2 separate regions of the Zea mays genome follow, and region 2 is linked to region 1. A link is a contact called in public Hi-C data. All regions are on one chromosome and are shown on one strand. Each heading gives the region's core, a stretch centred on a gene start, on an enhancer-like site or on the middle of the called end of the contact. The rest is flanking DNA. Distances are from core to core; before and after follow the strand shown. Region 1 holds the start of LOC100217062. Region 2 holds the start of LOC100191812.

Evidence for each region. A called contact is a pair of places that touch in the nucleus more often than the background predicts.
Region 2: a Hi-C map of leaf shows a contact between it and region 1, with 4 times the contacts expected there. The contact joins the promoter of LOC100191812 here to the promoter of LOC100217062 in region 1. A contact is called at or near these places in 19 of 25 Hi-C or Micro-C datasets (bundle sheath, ear, endosperm and 6 more) and 2 of 3 datasets of contacts at active chromatin or transcription factors (leaf and seedling).

The regions. Positions count from the first base shown.
Region 1 is chr3:203,548,258-203,553,929 of Zm-B73-REFERENCE-NAM-5.0, forward strand. It overlaps LOC100217062, which reads right to left and starts at 2,486. Exons shown (of 6, transcript NM_001143433.1): 1 at 2,092-2,486; 2 at 1,226-1,353; 3 at 746-849. The coding sequence starts at 2,204. It overlaps LOC103651211 (proline-rich receptor-like protein kinase PERK2), which reads right to left. Exons shown (of 8, transcript XM_008676830.4): 8 at 5,559-5,672.
Region 2 is chr3:203,682,295-203,687,966 of Zm-B73-REFERENCE-NAM-5.0, forward strand. It overlaps LOC100191812, which reads left to right and starts at 2,552. Exons shown (of 13, transcript NM_001137236.1): 1 at 2,552-2,910; 2 at 4,402-4,452. The coding sequence starts at 2,782.

The DNA.
Region 1 (5,672 bases), core at 1,236-3,735:
AATCAGACCAGTGGTCGTCGTCGTATGTCCAGACACACATACACCTTTGGCATCTTCATCTCCGATCCATTTACAATATTAACGGCCGTTGGGTGTTATTTTTCCCCCCCAGTTCGAACCCCAACTTTGCATTATTTGAGGAGACTGGTTTAACGGGTGAGGAAATAAAAAAAAAAGGATGCAACGGTGCAACACTGTACAAGCGCGAAAGACCACCACCACCACTCTGTCCGTACGTGTTTTAATCAGATGCTGTCTTGGCTGACACGTGGGCCCGTTCTCCCACCTGGCCGAGCCCCAGATTTTTGGGGGAGAGGGGTAACGAGTAGAGATGGCCAAACGGGCCGCCCGGCCCGGCCCGGCCCGGGCCCGGTGAAGCCCGGCCAAAAACCGGGTCGGGCCTGCTGAGCCAGCGGGCTTAATTTTCTGTCCAAGCCCGGCCCGCAGCGGGCCTAAACGGGCCGGGCCGGCCCGTTTAGCACGAAAAAACGGGCCAAAAAGCGGGCTAAACGGGCCGGTAAGCACGTTTTAGTGTAAAAAACGGGCTTGACGGGCTTAGAGGTAAACGGGTCGTGCCGGGCTAGCCTGCCGTGCCTAGTTTCCTGTCCAAACCCGCCCGCTTATTCTACCGTGCCGGGCTCGGACCGGGCCCAAAAAGCGGGCTTCGTGCCGGGCTCACGGGCCTCGTGCTTTTTGGCCATCTATAGTAACGAGGTGGGGGGGGGGGGCAAAAAAAAGTGATTACCATCCGCGGGTTGTGGAAGCCAACCTGGCCGACATCCATGGATGGGGACTTCTTGAGATTAGCCCAGGGCGTGTAGATCACCTCGACGTTGTTCATCTTGTTCCCTGCACGTACAGCAAAGCCGCGTCCGTCACCCACTCCAACAATTGGTGTCACGTTTCCATGATCGCGAATCACATCAACATGTACGCGCGCAGGCAGCGCAGATGATTGGAGGAGCTTGTTGCTAGCTAGTGGCCCCGCGCAGCGCCAATAATGGAGCTAGGAGAAAGAGAGGGAGACGAAGGAGGCGCTCTCCTGATAGATCTCCTGCTCGATGGCTACAGGGGGGGAGTGAGAAAAGATTCCAGCCGCCGCAACATGCTGCAATGTGGGAGCTGAAAAGCCTTGTAGGGCAGGGCACACCGTGTTCTGTTTTTGGTTCTTCTCCCATGGAGAGAGACAGAGAGAGAGAGAGGTCAGAGGAGATCGAGCACGCACCTTGAATGGAGTGAGCCTTGACGAGCTGCGCACAGTCCTCCAGGAGGGCCTCGCTGATGGTGTGTATCGTCTCGCCTTTCTTTAGCCTCAGGTAGACGTGTGCCGAGGATACCTTGTCCACATGGAACCTGCAACATGTGTATTTAGGCGCTGCTAGCTGATGGTATCTTGTACTATATTAATTCTACGGTTAGTTACGTTACGCGAGAGCTGTACTGTACAGAAAGCGCTCCAGCTGGCTACATACACACACACCTGGCCTAGCTAGCTGGCCGGGTGTAAGTGTAATCAGCTCCAAGCAAGCTAGCTACTGTATGTTTGTGAGCTGAGGTCCCCCGTCCCCTGGCCGTACAAGATAATTAAAAGATTCACATAGCCAGCGGTGAGCAGACAAAACGACTTGTACGCATGCGACAGACAGAACAGAAGACAGTCGTGTTGTGCTCCGCACCGCAGGTTTGGTCGTATCTATCTACCTATCTATCGTCTTGGTAGTAGAGTAGGCCGGCCGGTAGGTAGTTGGGGTTGGGGATGGGATGTCCACGCCAGCAGCCTCGTCAAGGCCCAGTCACGCGTTAATCTATCCGCCCTCGCAGTATAAACTGCTCAAGCCTAGCTATCTCAACAGAGCTCTCGTCGTCGCCCTCTCCATCTGCCGTCCTCTATGCGTGCAATGCTAAGCTGCCTCTACGTGTAGCGGCAGACCGAGACGCGCGCATGTCGCGGTCGATCGGAACCCAACCCACCATCGAATCACCTCGCCATGATTCAATTCACCACTGAATCGCATGCGGCATGTCGTCGTCGTCGTCGTCGTCGCGAGGAAGTAAGAGGTAGCAGCAGCTAGCGACGACGTACGTACGTACCAGACGTCCTCGGGGAGGCCGTATTTGATGAGCTCCTCGTTCTCGTTCTTGTCGGCGCCCATGTAGATGGTGTAGTCGCCGGCGTCCGGACGCGCCTTGAAGTAGAGCACCATCGCCGTCGTCGCTCAGCAGCTGACAGCTCTATGTTATTCTTCAATCGGGCCGGGCCGGCCTCTTCTACTACCTCTAGCTAGCTAGCTAGCCTGCAGAGTAGTATCTCTCTAGCTTCTAGAGCAGAGTACCGACCGACCGGCCGGCTGCCAGATAGAGACTCCACCGGCGGCGGCTACTGTATATACTCGTGTATATTCTCTGTCGCCGCGCGCGGCAAATACATAAAGCGGCAAGAGCAATTAGAGGGAGGGCCGGGAGCAGCACTACGGCAGGCGGCAGCGGGTGCGGCAACGAACCAGGCGAGGGGGGAGACAGGGGCGTGTATATAACGGCGTCGGGGGCGGAGGCGGACCGGCCGGGTCTCGTTGCGCGTCTCCACGCAAGTCATCTTGCCGATCTTCTCCCCCCGGAGAGGGTTGGACCGCCACGTGGAACCACGATGGGTCCGATTAAAGAATTGCGACGGGACCCCACTCGGGGGGGCCTTATCCCTTCGCCGCTTTTGCTCCATCGTTGGCGTTGCTATGCTGGCCCCTCCACTCTCGCTTTCGTTAATCCTGCTGTAGAGTCCGTATGTATGTTTCCTAGTTAATTTATACTTTTCTTGGGCGTGCGTGGACGGGGAGCGGCACCAGCATCCCAGGCTGGCTGGGAAGGCGGAGAGAGCCCCTGGTAATCTCCCCTGGCCTGGGCCTGACGTGGCAAAAGGGTTGGGGATAACACTACCCGAGTTGACCTAGCTACTACAGTACATACTACTACTGGCATCGTCAACGCACCGGATCGGATCTACAGCGACAACGACGCGCGCTTCACTGGGTCGGTTAACGTCCGGCCGAACCACACCATGGACGATGAGTCGACCCCTTTTGCCGCACAACTCTCGCCGGTCCGTCGGGTCCGTTCATAGTGATCCCATGATTACCATGGTACGATACGACGACCACTGCCGTTTGTGACCGGTGATCTCGAGCCTGCAAAGTGGAAGGAAAGCTCAGGGGGTCAAGTGGCCACTGACCCGAGTGATTCGGTTTCCGCCCAAATGGAGCGGAGCGGAGGAGGGGTGGCCACCCACCACGACACGAGCCGGCGGGGGACGGGGGTGCAGGTTCTGCCGTCTTGCGTGAAAAGCGAGTGGCCACGAGAAGCCGTTGGGGGTTGTAAGTTGTAACCCTCATCAACCCTGACTCAGCACGGCAGGAGGGCAGCAGCGCTTCAGCGCCACGAAACGTGGTGGGGGGATAGACGCGGGGCGCGCCGCGGCGCCGGGTCGGCCGCTATCTACACCCGTCCGACGCGGCAGCGCCTACGAGCGGCTGATACCCACGCACGGCACCTAGGCGCGATTCGCTCTATCCGTTCGCGTCAGCCTTTCGGCACTCGCGTCGCAGTAGTATTTCTCAGATCGGCGGTACTCCGGCCTGAATGGCGACGGAATCGGAGGCGAAAGGAACAAGCCAAGGACAGCCTATCAGATTACATGGTACGAATAGTGGAAAAATCGGTCGTTAAATAAAAGAGTGGCCGAATCCACGAGGGCATTATTTTCTTCTTTCAAAGGAAATAATAAAAAAGGGGAAAAGGGTCGATCTCGCACGTATCGCGTCATCGGTCACCTGGTAGATAAGAGGATTGTCGGCAAAGAAATGCTGGGAAATTTTTGGATAAAGGGGGCTCATAAAGCTTATCGATTTGTATGAATGATGCACTGGTCGGTGTTCTTCGTCGCCGCAGCCGCATTTAAGCGGGAATAATCGCCTTTTCTATTAAATTTTTTAACTCTCCTTTTTTAGATCATTTTCAAATAGGACTTTTATAAGTATAACTTTATTTATACTATTGTAATGTCCGTACGTCGCATCGTCGCAACCCTGCCCACAAAAAATATCCCCATGATAAGTAAATTTCCACTGTGGTTATAACCTTTTTCGAACGCCAACAGTATTAAGCATATATTATTAGATTAATCACATTACATATTTTATAGTAAACCTAGTTGGAGATAAAAAAATGTTGGTTGTATTTTCTTTAAACCTAGTTAAATTTGAAATTAGTTGGTTCCTCGAAACATGGGGCGTTCATTTATTTTAAGATGGGTGCGGTAAGTTTATATGCAGCTAAGAGCATCTACAGGAGTATAAATTAAAAAGGGGCCTCAATTAAAGTGTTTTAGGGCACAAAATATTTTTGCGCTCCAACAATAGTGCCCTTAATAAACTGAAATCGGCTGCGAACTGGTTTGGCGCCCTCTCCTGGCGTTTACCAAACTGAAATGGTTAGTATGTATGACAGTAAGCTCATCTTCAGTGAGACATCCAACGACAACCCATTCTGATATGCATCATAAACTCCATCAACGCCAGCACCTAGGAACTACATGTACCACAGTGTTAGACTATTTTGGCCAGCAGTAGGGTTGAATTACTGCACGGTACGTAGAAAAGATTTAAAGGACTAATCGAATCACACAGCAATAACTAAAGTAGAGTTGGTTCTCAAGTTCAGTCACACATCTTTAGAGCATGTTAACTCTACTGATTCAAATGATCTTAGAGCATCTCCAAAAGCTCCCCAGAAGTCTCCCCTAAATCTATTTTTTGGGGAAAAACACAAAAACATGTCTCCAACAGTTCCCCTAAAGCGCCCCCAACTTTTTCATAGCCCTTAAAACTCCCTCATTTGTAGCTACAAATGAGGGGTTTTTTGGGCTCCCCATAAACAAACTGCTGCTTTAAGGGATCTGTTGGAGAAAGGATTAAAATTTACCCCCACTTATTATTTAGATGTCCCTTAAAACTGATTTTGAGGAGTCGTTTTATGGAGAGCTCTTGGAGATGCTCTTAGGCCCTGTTGTTTCGTTGGAATTGAATTCCATTTTAATAATTATAATTTAGACAAAACTAATTAAGTTCATATATTTATATATGTAATATATTTGTATATTATCTTAAATCATATGAGAGAGATAGTTATATACTACATTCATGTTATAACGAAGTAAGTAGAAGAGTGTGCTATAAGTTGTACATCGGAAAAATAACATATAACTCTATAGAATAAGTTTTCATCTCTCACTCCATGAATTTGAGATAGACTTATATGATAACTTTGGAAATTGTTGGAATGTCACATTCTAAAAAAAATATCCTATTCCAATAGTAAGATTTTAATTCCTTAAAATAAAAGGAAACAAACGAGGCTTTAAAGAAATTTGATCCAAATTCAAGTATTTGAGTTATTGCCAAAAGCACAATAACAGAGAACAAGAACTATGCAGATGGATGCACGACAAACAAACAGAAGCTGCAGTTAACCTGAACCTGAACACATGCTGAAAGTGGACAATGAACACATTCTGAAATTTAACACCTATCCTTTGTTGTCAGTTCTTCAGATCATAAAAACTTGAACTCGCGAACCTTGCCAGTTACTAGAAATATTACACAACTTGAGTTCTAACATACTCA
Region 2 (5,672 bases), core at 1,302-3,801, 130 kb after region 1:
CCTCAAGAAGTCTCCATCTCGCATGCATAAGTTTGTAGAGATATGTAGATCTCTTGCATTGCAAGTTGGAGAAGGGATGAGACTTGATGTGTCAACGAGGTGGGGTTCAACATACAAGATGTTGCGCACTGCTATAGCTTACAAAGAAGCTATTAAGACATATGCTGATTCAGATTTGAACTATAAATGGGAACCTACAACTGAAGAATGGGATTTGTTTGTTGCAATTGAGCCTATTTTAGCCTCTTTAGCTAAAGTAACCACTGCATTGTCAGCTTCTTCTTACCCCACTGCAAAACTATTTTATCCTCACATTGTGGATGTCAAAATTGCATTGAAAGCAGCAATGAGTTCTACTGATTTGAATATGAGAAAAATGGGTACTGCGACGACGGAGAAGTTCAATAAGTATTGGGAAGAAAAGAACAATGTTATGGTCATTGCTACTATCCTAGATCCAAGGTATAAGATGAGATATATTGCGTGGTGCTTTGGTAAGATTTTTGATGCATGCCAAGTTGACTTAGAGATAGAAGAAGTTAGAGGTGAATTGGAAAAGTTGTTTGAAGACTATGAGATGCAACATAGAGAGAGAAAAGCTGCTCAAAGTAAGACTAGTGCATCATCTTCCTTGACGGCTGATAGATCTTGTAGTTTGCCTTCTGCTTCATGTGAGTTTCAGTCATACTTATCATCCACTGAATCGAACCCATCAAAGAGTGAGTTGCTCATATATTTGGATGAAACAAATGTGAGTTTAGCTGACAAGGAGTTTGATTTGCTTAACTGGTGGAAGGTTAACTCACATAGATTTCCAGTGGTGTCGAGGATGGCAAAGAAGTTCTTAACTGTGCCCACTACCTCCGTGTCTTCAGAGTCTACTTTTAGCACTGAGGGTCGAACTCTAGATGATTACCGTAACTCTCTAAGCCCTTCTATGGTGGAGGCATTGGTATGCTCCTCTAGTTGGATTCGAGGTGCACATGATGGGAGTTTTACATATGTGGTATGTATTGTATTGTACTGTATTCTTGTTCTCTTTTATATTCTAGTATGTTCCTTTTTATCAATCTAATTACTCTATTTATTTTTAGGAACAAGATGAAGAGGATGATGTTGAAAACATTTCATTTCCAAAAAGTTTGGTGGAGAGCAACTAGATTATCCTTTGTAAGCTGCTGGTTGGTGGCACTTGGCAGAAGGCTGGACCGCTGGAGCCTGGAGACTTGTAGTCTGTACTTTTGCATGGTTTTCTGCTGTTCTGCACTTGACGTTGACGCCTTGCTTGCTGTAATGCTGTTGTTGGATGACTGCCATACTTATATATATTTAGCCTACTTCTGTTGGATGACTGCCAATCTGCCATACTTATATATTTATTTGGATGAACAAATGCAAGTATCAAGTTGAACTGAACTTGTTTCATGTTTATACTATGTTGATGAATCATCAATTGTTCTATAATGGATTATATTAGCTTTTTTCCCCTGCATCCTGAACTTCTGGGCATAAAACAGTTCCGGCTCGCGAGCCGGTTCGAGCCAGCTCGCGAGCCACAGTCGAGCCGAGCCTGAATTTCTAGCTCGCTGAACGAGCGAGCCGAGCCGAGCTCGACTCGTGTACTTAACGAGCCACACCGAGCCGAGCCGAGCTCGTCTCGGCTCGTTTCCAGCCCTACCCAGGAGCCTAGAGATCTTTTCTCCGATACTAGGCTTTATATCTAAAGTTTGGAAAGTGGTGGAATATGAAATTCCACCCTCATCCTATAAATTTGGGATAGACTTATATCTAATTTTTGGAAGGTGGTGAAATGTGAAATTACAAACCAAATAAACTACCCATTCGTCCCAAAATATAGTTTTTTCTAGACATTTTTTCCGTCCACATTCATTCAAATTATAATGAATATAGACATACATGGAAACTACAATCATACGTTACTTAATGAATATGTGATTAGTCTAAAATGAATTATATTTTGGAACAGAGGGAAAACTGTATTAAGAACATGTTTGTTTCTTAGGAGCTAAAGCAAAAATGACTAATAGAGACTAGGTTCACTCCACTCCCACTATGGAAAAGTTCAGTTTGTTACCGTTTGACTTTACGAGAGTGATTCTCGCTAGAAGCGGAGCTGTGGAAGCTCTGCTAAACGTCCCTTAAAGTTTAGTCACACTTAGGAGCTAAAGATTCAAACATAAATAACTAAAAGTGATTAAATTGGTATTTTTCATTATTTTAGTCATTTTAGCTCTTCCGATCTTTATCTATTTTAAGTGATTAAACTTTAGTCATTTTGTTTTAGCTAGTAGATTCAAACCGGTAAGATAAGTTTATCTTTTAGAAAACAATTGTATTTGGATCGATGACTCCTCTATCTATATTTGTAAAGTAATGGTAACAATATAATCCTGTTTGGTAATGTAGGGGATGTTTGGTTTCTAAGCACTAATTTTTAATCCTCCATTTTTTTTTCTGGCGTGACGGGATTGTGAGCGCCCGTGTACAGTACCCACTATACATCGATTCGTGATCTCGGTCTTTCCAAACCAACAGGTGTTGCCTGCCCAAGTGCCCAGCCTCGCTTCTCCAGTCAATTCTCAGCCTCGTCCTCCGCCTCCGCTCCCGCTCTCTCCTCTCCTTGGCCTCCGCTTCCGCTCCTGCCTGGAGGCTGCATCAAACCCTACCGCTCCGGACCTCCCGGCTGGCCGCGAGATGCGACGCCTGTCCGGCCCCTAATCCTTCTCCTCGATACTGCCCCTCGCCCGCCCGCCCGCCGGCATGGGCCGCTACGGGCCCTTCCCTGCCGCCGCCGGTGATGGCGGGGGCTGCCTGCCCCTGCCGATTGTAGCGGCTGAAGGCGCGCTGGCTGTCCTGGACGGCGCCATTGCGACCGCGGCCTTCGTGCAGGTGGGTTGGTTCGATCTGATGTCACGTGTTTTCGTTCCCCTTAATATTAATGACGGAGCTACGAAGTAGAGGAATGATGTGGATGTGGATGTGTTAGATGGCGAATTGGGATAAGGACTGATTAAGCATGTGGTATCTATGCCTGTTTCCTGATAATTTTGCTTGTTTCAGTACGACATGCTGGCTACGTTAGTTGCTGTTTCTCTCTTCATATAGATATTCTGAGATGATACTTGCCCACCAGAGTTTTGGTTTGGTGTTAGACTGGGATGCTGGGTCCAATGCACGCCGGTACTAACTGGTGACGTGGCGGCGCGGTTGGTCGGTAGAGACCGTGTCGGCCCTTAGACTGTCTCCAGCAACGTCCTCTATATACATCCTCTATATCTGTCCTTTACAGTCTTCTCTAAAAGATTCCATCTCCTATATCTACTTTCTCTCCAACAACGTCCTCTAAATCACGTCCTCTATATATAAATACCTATATTAAAGACATTTTTAATTTTTTAATTTTTGTACATACGTATTTGTCATACTCTCAAATGTATTGTACATATTTTAGTTTTATTAAACCGGTTGTTTAAAGTATTCAAATAGATAGAGAACCGTTTAGAGAAACTCTACATATAGAGGATTCAGCAGCGTTCTCTAAATTTAGAGGACCGTTTAGAGGACGTTGCTGGAGGGAGTAGAGGACGTCATCGTTCTCTAAATTTAGGGTACAGGACCCTTTAGAGCTCCTTGTTGGAGCTAGTATTATGCCGGTTGGTACCGCCCGGCCCCTATGCCGGTTGGTACCGACCCGGCCCCTATGCCGGTTGGTTCGACGGGCAGGTCGGTGGACCGACCTGCCAATTGGTCGCTTCGGTTGGTACCGACCCACGTGCTAGACGGTCTGGTCGGTACCGACTCGAACGGGTTGGTAACGACCATGTGTTCTGATTGGTCTACGCGTACATCACATCAGCTAGCTGTTTTGAACTATTTAAAGTCAACAAAATTTAAAAATTCAAAAAAATAAAATAAAAATCCTATATTACGGCTCATGAATTAGATTTATTTATGAATTTCATATTTTTATTTTTATGTTTAAGCTATCCAATTTTATTTATGAATTATGATTTAGTTTTATTTAAAGTATTTATATTTTAATTGTTTTTATGAATTATGTAAATTTTATTTGCTTAATTATGCAATCAGATTTTTTTATATTTTAATAAAACAACTTGTTTCATTCCAAATAAAAGTCTGTAAAAGGAAAGCAGACGTGAGACTGAGATGGCTTAGACTGACAGTAAAGACTGTGCACTGGAGCGTTGCGCCAGATAAGAGTTGACGATGGTCAATTGTGCGGTCAGTAGTTCGGTTGATAGCTGACATGGCGGTTGATTGCTATTTCTGCCCTGTTGCCTTGCACATGAACTTAAATTTTTTATTTAATATCTCCCTCTCAAACAAGTTGCTGATGATTACTGTGTTTGTAACATTCAGTTAGCAAGGATTCATAGGCACAACCAGCTACAAGGATGGACTCGGCAAAAGGTACCTAAAGTTTCTAAGTGCTAGGTGTGTCTCAGTGTTTGCATCTCAGGCAATGTGTAGCCTAGCCTGGTCTAGCCAAAACATGCATTTGGTATTGGTTGAATACTAGCTAGCCTACATCGGCAAGAAACGACTTGCTCTGCCAGGCAAGCCGAATTGGTTCTCCATCATCTACATGCGTGTGGTTATATGAAAGATCGTGTGCTTTGGTGCTGCAGCTCTGAGCAGCCAAAAAAGAATTATTGCTTTTGGAGGCTTTTCCAGTATGAGCTACTTTGACCTGGCCTAGCTAGGCAAGACGCGCCAATGCAGCGGCGGAGCTTTGACAACATTGTGGGGGGACATCCATGAATTAGGGGGCACTAATGATGCGTGAACCAAATTATCCATACATTATTGTATGTTCAAATAAGAAAATTTAAGAACCTAGGGGTGGCCATGGCCCAAGTTTTTTTAGAACGTCGTAGAAGGTCTGTGGGTCATTTCATTAAGAAGAGAGATAAAACAGAACGGGATGAGGGTGTTAAGGCCTTTCCTCAGCTCCTTTGAAACTGCTTTAACGGCTCTACTCCACCAGTATAGGAACTTGTCACTAGATTGGGGCGACAAAGTAGGAAGCCTCAGTTTGGTGAATAACAGAAACCAAACTTCTCTAGCAAAGACATAGGAGACCAAACAGTGTTGGATAGTCTCCTCAGCCTGGTCACACAAAGGACAAGCAGCAGGGTGAGGCAGATCAGCCCTCGTTTAGCGAGCCGGTCCGCCGTCCAACAACGATTTTTGACAGCCAACCAGACAAAGAATTTGCATTTTAATAGTCTTATCTATCCTCTGTCCCTGCGCCAATGATCCAAACATAACCACCATTCCCCTATAAGTCCACCTTTCTGGTATGTTGTTTTAGGCTGCAGTTGTACTGAATAATGTCTCTATCAACAATAGATTCTTATTTGTCCCCGTAACTTTGAATGTGGCTTAAGCGAATCATTTGATGTCATGAACTTTGAAATCAAATTCCCATTAGCCTCTTTTATCCCATAGCAAGAGGTTTAGTTTTGTTTTAAGTCAAAGTTTTATCTTTGTTATGGAGACAATAAATTTTGGAAATGTTAACCAAAAAGTATTTTTAGGGATGGTAACGGATAGGATTGGAGTCCCTACCAGGGAGGCGGCGTAGGTTATAGGGATGAGACGCTGTAGGGCGTGGCTGGGTATGGTTT